Regions from separate parts of the Mus musculus genome. Here region 2 is linked to region 1. A link is a contact called in public Hi-C data. All regions are on one chromosome and are shown on one strand. The core of a region is the stretch at or near the end of the contact, and the rest is flanking DNA. Distances in the headings are between cores, read along the strand shown.

Region 1 (2,977 bases), core at 213-2,712:
TCCTGAACTCAGTTTCTACCTTCAATGTGAGCAAAACCCCTTTCTTACAATTTTCCCATCAGAAGCTATTTTTTTTTTTTCATTTCAGATGTCAGTCCTCATATACCACTTGTGAAGTTAAGTTCCTTTAACTTACAAATACAATCTTTCTAAACGAAGACAATATGGGTACTTTATACTTATTCTCATTGCATACTTTTATTAAAAGTTGGTGGGGGTAAGCATTTTATGAAGATTTCCCATGGCAACTCACAAAACTCCTTGCTGTACATTCCATTTGAACCTCTGTTAATATCACCATTATGATTTCCTTTTACACCACCTTGTCCAAGAAGTGCGCGCTTACTTTTTCAAAGTTGGGCTTTGACAGTCAAAATGCCTAAGATAAACTTTAAAAAACAACAGGGTTGGCATAAAATTTGCTAATGTTAGACGCACATTTAGGAAGCTACAGGATCAGAGGTTCCCACAAGCCCAGGACCCTTGGCTTACCCAGGAAGTTGAGTCCAGAGAGGGAGCCTTTTTTCTTTTGCAAACACTGCCCCCCGGAGCAAAAGGTAAACACAAATGCCCCCTACGGAACTCTGAGCTCCCTGCAGAGAGGGAAGGGAAAAGCTCAGAGCAATTAGAAACCGAAAGCGATCACTTACTTTTTGCAGCCACTGAGTATAATTTTCCATCACATGCTCCAGATGCTGAAGTTTCTGGGAAGAGAAATCCGGCTCCACGTGTGGAGCATCCCTTTGCAGAGCGTTGGTGTTGTACTGCTCTGTCGCACTCTCACGGCAGTTCCCGTCGTGTTCTGGAAGAATGAAAGTGTAGGCACATTGCCCATGTTGAATCCGGTTATATCTTCTCCCTCCGTTTTCTGGATTTCGGCGCTGGTTGCTGCACCCTATGTGAGTCAGAATGGCAGCGAAGAATGCAAAGGAAAGGAAAACTGTCATTGTACTGCCAGCGCTTGCCTTCCGTGCCTCCTGCAAAGCTTGCTCTTCTCTTCTGACCTTTAAACTAGTTCTTTATTTCAGGTAAAACTGCTTGTTTGACTCTTTCCCCGTTAAAGAAAGCGTTTGAAGAAGATCCACAGAAAACTAGCCATTTGTTAGCTTTGTTCTAAAAAAGCGTTACTTTAAAAAATTTTAACTGTAATGATAGTTTCCTTCGTTAAAACTTGAGATATTTATTGCAATAGTAGCTTAGATTTATTGTTTCCTCTCTGTGTAACCGTTCAGCGTGGAGCCTGCCCGCGTCAGCTGCGAGTACATATTCTAGCCCCTTTCCTCTACCCTATCTGCAGCAGATCTGCTATTTTCTCCCAGACCTCAGTGAGTTTTATTAAGGTTGCACATCCAAGCCAAGCTGGAAGCAGGCAGCCTTCACAAGATGACTTGACAGGAATGCATGAGTGTGCCCCTATGCTAAGGATTGCTGATGGCTTTGGGCGGCGGATCGGCTTACAAATTGGCTAGATGCGCATGACCTCGATCATGTATGGGCCTCCCGCCCCCTTCCGCAGACAATTGCCTTGAGTCCTTAGCAGATGCACGGAAAATCAATAAACAGAGCAGTCCACCTTAATAGGTTCGGGTGTGCTTGCTGACCTACTAACATCTAAGCAAGCTAGAAGTATGTTTTCAAAGTTATTGTTTAATTGAGGAACCCTAATTTGGCACAATCTCCAATGGATTTTTTTATAATTGTATAAAATTATTAAATTTAAAAAATTACTCCAGAAAAGACATTTAAAAACTATTTTTAGAAATGGCATTCTCCCCTTTGTATTTACATAGGCTTTAAGGAGAATAAAAGAATCAAAGGATCAAATTATCAAGGAAATTACCATAATTTGTCACTCAAAGCAACATATCATGTGCATACTAAGTAGTATTTTGAAAGCACCTTTTGGGATATGGATTTTAAATGACGCTGGTTTCTTGGTCAGAACGCAGCTGTTCACATTCTCTGAGTATAAATTGAGCAACTTCCCTACAACAACAATGTGGTTACAGTTTAAGACAGTGGCCTGAGAATTATTAATTCCTGTGGTACATGCTAATCATATATTTCACAAGAACCTCTGGCATTGCTATGGCTGCCTTTAACACTGGTATGGAAATTCCACACACATCCTTTGTGGCTACAGAGTCAAACCATCTGAGAACAAGCGTGTATCAGGTGTGCCAATGGCTTACACAAGCGAAACCTCTGCGATTTTTATTAAGAAAGAAAGCCATATGATCCGAAGGTGCTTTCCTAAGTACAGAATATAAATATTTGAATAAAGGTACAGTCAAGTGCAAAGACCAGGAGATGATTACAGAATTTAGGGTGGAATCAGGATACTGGATGTGTGTACATGCAGGATTTTCATTAGGAACTTCGTGGGCTTTGGAAGTGAAAGAGCCTCTGCTCTCAGGCATGTATACAAACAGAAGCCACAGCATGACTCTTGAGTCCTGGAATGGGGGCAGAGCAGTGGGTAAGGGCAGTGGTGGCTACAGATGCATCTTTAGGAAGGAAAGCAGAGGTCAAAACTGACTCCAGAGAGGAGGTGGTTTGCTTACAGTAAACAAACAGTGATGAGATTCGTTGGTCCTTTCCACACCAAATAACAGGCTTCTGGGCAGATTGATACATTATGCCAAACATAGGAGCAAAGTTCTCTGACCCTGCAAGAGACTTGCCACATTACATATAAGAGTCATAGGAAAGGTTGCTCTTAGGCAGCGATAATGCCACTTGAGAGTTTGTTATTTATCACCTCACTTTAAGCACTCCTTATGTATTATGTCATTTAATCATGGCAACAAACCCAAGACATAGGTATTATGTTTAACTCTTTGGGCTCTGAACCTAACTGTCTTTGACAATCTCTGAAAGGAAAAAAACAAAAACAAAAATAAAAAAAACCCTCAAAAGTTAGCCACTCAAAGCTTAATGGCACCCAGGAAAGAGAATTATCTAGTTTACCTATTTA
Region 2 (2,977 bases), core at 349-2,848, 210 kb before region 1:
TTCATCTTTTCTTTCTTCTTTCTTTTTTTTTAACTTATTGCACATTATTTGTCTGGATGATATTGTATACATACTCTCCAGAAGATTATTTGCAAAATTTAAAGGAAAATATAAAACATTAGTACTCCAGTGACTCCCTCTGTTGGGTTTGTGTGTGTGTGTGTGTGTGTGTGTGAGTCTGCACACACTCATGCAACTGCATGTGGTGGCCTAAGTTCGACATTTGGGGTCTTCCTTTATTGTGTTCCCTTTGTCACTTCTCGCCTTACTTTTTGAGACAGGATCTCTTACTGAATGAGAGCCCATCGGATAGCATGGCTGGCCTCCTGGCTCAGTCTTCCAGTAATGGGATTACAAGTGTTGGACACAATATATAGTTTTTATGTGGGTTCTGGGGTTTTAATCCAGGTCCTCATTTTTGCTTCCCTAAGACTCTCAGGCCACACTTGCTGAAAGCTACTCAGTAGTAGAAAATATCTGTAAATTTTAGGATGTGCTAAAGACTTTACAGCATCTCACAGGAGCAAGTGCTACATTCTACGAAATCCAAAGTTTTCCTTTCACAAGGCATGCACAGCATCAAAAGTTATAGGGAGCCGAAACTCGGAGTTAAAACTCTTCAACTGCACCAATTGTTTGAAAGACAAGGAGGACCGCTGGGATTTCCCTTGTAGTTTTCAGTTCAGACAAGCCAGAGCTGTCCCTACAGCCACTTGACAAGTCCTTTTGCTATGAAGCATTGAAACAAAGAATCAGCAACCATATTAAATGTGAGCAGAGAGGCTGGGAATGATGAAGTGTTAAGTCTTAGGTCACATATTTCCATGCTGTTGAAAGTGTTGTGTGGATAAACTCCCAGCTTCCCCAGGGGAAAGAGCATCGATCCCGGGTGAACCTCAAAAAAAAAAAAAAATGGACAAACATGAGAGCCATTCCTACAAAAAAGAAAGCCCCTGCTCCTGCTCTCAGCATGTAGTTCTGAAGGAATTCCTAAAAATTTAAACATTTCTTGCTAAACAGTTGGCTTTGTAAACTTATTTTTTTTCCTTTCAGGAGGAAGCAACTGAAGAGAAAAACACTGCAAGTTGCCTTTGGAAACCAAATTTTAATTTCATGCACCTCACCTAGAAAACTTTCTAAATGAGCAGTTTGACTACAAGGAAGCAATATGGATATTGGAGAAGTAGGGGGAGGGAGAAAACCATCTAATGGCCACGTGTGATGAAGCAGAAACAACTGCTTCCTCAATAAGTTGACAGATAGGCCAAAAGGGGGAAATGGAAGTGGGTTCCCACATTAGTAAACTGTTGGGTAGTTTATCAGACACCACCACATATCTGATGTGGGGAACAACGGCTTGGCTTGGATTAAGTAACCAGTCCCCTTATCTCCGCTACACTTGAATACTCACTTTGACATACAGTTTCAGTGGGACTTTCTGCTTCAATTAAGAGACTCAGTTTCCCCATGTGCAAATCAGCGGTTAAGTGTTCAGTGTTATAAAAATGACAACTATCTGAGATGCTTGAGTGTTCATACAGGAGCAGCACTTAAGGAAAACCTACTGAGAGGATCTGTCACAGTACACAGTCACTCTCTGCTTCCTGCTTTTCTTCTGTAAGATGACAAGTTATTTGAGGGCACAGGTATCCTCCTACTCTGTATGATCTAATTATCCAAGGGCCTTACTTGGCTGAAATGTAATGTGTGTACATCAATAGCTTTCTTCAACCAGTTTTTAGACATGAATGTGTTATGATAACCTGAGCATTGCTTAGAGGAACAAATGTTATTTTAACCCAAAAACTTAATTAAGAAATGAAAACTTAAAGCCAACTGTTTGTACAAATGAAGACGCTGACCACTCCCTCCTCAGTCTTTGCTGCTTGCCTGTGAAGAATTCCCAGAGTGTTCCCTTCAAACTGAACCTTCTGCAAAGCTGATTAGCTGATTTGGTGATAATGGAGTTTGCAATGCTGGAGGTCCAGGGCCTAATTACAATTTATCTTGAAGCCATCTTTAGCTCCCCAGATGGATTTTTCTTTGCTCATTTCAGTGTCATCTAATGTCCTATAACTAACAGGTAAAAACATCTTGGAATCCATAAACTGACAAAATCCTAGTTTCCACCAATGAAAGAAATGGCTACCGATGCAGACAGCACCTCAGGTCTACAGCAGACTTCTCCTATTTTGCTCTAATCCTGCTCACTGATGTTTCCACTAATGCATGTTTGATATGTCTTGACTTACGAACCTCTTTCTTCTGTTACTATAGAAAACTTTGAAACATTGCTTCCATGATGGAACATAGAATTAGGGTAACCTAAGTCTGTGGATCCCAAGCCAAATAAACTGTCTCTAACCCCCTTTGAGGTCAGTGTTATGATTGAGCATCAACCTGTCTTAATGGGAAAGTACCTGTCTCCTTTTTCCTCTTCTTTGACCCTATTTCTCTCTTTCTCTTTCTATATAGCTTAAATGCTTTAGGATCTAGCAAAGAAAATTTTAAGTTCTTATACCCACATCAATAACTAATCATTAATAATTCTGATGGCTCCTTTTACTTGGAAATGAGTACTAGACAGAGCTGTGCGCTATTTATGAACAGAGATGACTTACACACACACACACACACACATACACACACACACACACACACACACATATGATTGTGAATGTCTGCAGTGGGCCTGAAAAGCAGTATATTCAAAAAGTTCCATAGATAAGTTCGCTATGCAATAATGGTGAAGATTCATATGAATGTGACATTAAAAAACTATGTACAAATTAGGAAAAATATAATAATCAGGTAAAATTATCTAAATGAAGGAGGCAGGACATCATATATTAATAATGGTCTCCATACCAGGAGACACTTTTGAGTATGGGACTGATACAAAGAATTCAAATTGTTCATAAAATATAGTAATGAATAGCTCAAAAGCATTTTTAATTATTTTTGTATACAATACGTT

What was found. Hi-C and Micro-C count contacts between places; a contact is called where the count stands out from the background.
Region 2: a contact with region 1 is called in a Hi-C map of granulocyte-monocyte progenitors, with 4 times the contacts expected there. The contact joins the enhancer-like site here to the promoter of Angpt1 in region 1. A contact is called at or near these places in 11 of 39 promoter capture datasets (the 3T3-L1 cell line, the C10 cell line, the HPC-7 cell line and 6 more), 3 of 15 datasets of contacts at CTCF or cohesin (the NIH/3T3 cell line, large pre-B cells and pro-B cells), 15 of 484 Hi-C or Micro-C datasets (the 3T3-L1 cell line, the G1E-ER4 cell line, the HPC-5 cell line and 11 more), 7 of 115 datasets of contacts at active chromatin or transcription factors (the SCID.adh cell line, bone marrow-derived macrophages, cardiomyocytes and 4 more) and 3 of 9 other capture datasets (embryonic stem cells, liver and pancreatic islet).

The regions. Positions count from the first base shown.
Region 1 is chr15:42,675,515-42,678,491 of GRCm38.p6, forward strand. Angpt1 (angiopoietin 1) reads right to left here and starts at 1,463. Exons shown (of 9, transcript NM_009640.4): 1 at 651-1,463. The coding sequence starts at 947.
Region 2 is chr15:42,462,248-42,465,224 of GRCm38.p6, forward strand. The region is part of intron 6 of Angpt1 (angiopoietin 1); the gene reads right to left. Among named protein-coding and RNA genes, the nearest start is that of Gm41313, 200 kb to the right of the region's middle. Within about 2 kb of position 1,599, at least 25 of the 459 cell types and tissues checked have an H3K27ac peak or open chromatin away from gene starts, as enhancers often do. A contact at or near this core is called in the G1E-ER4 cell line, the HPC-5 cell line, LSK cells and 4 more, where this site is marked.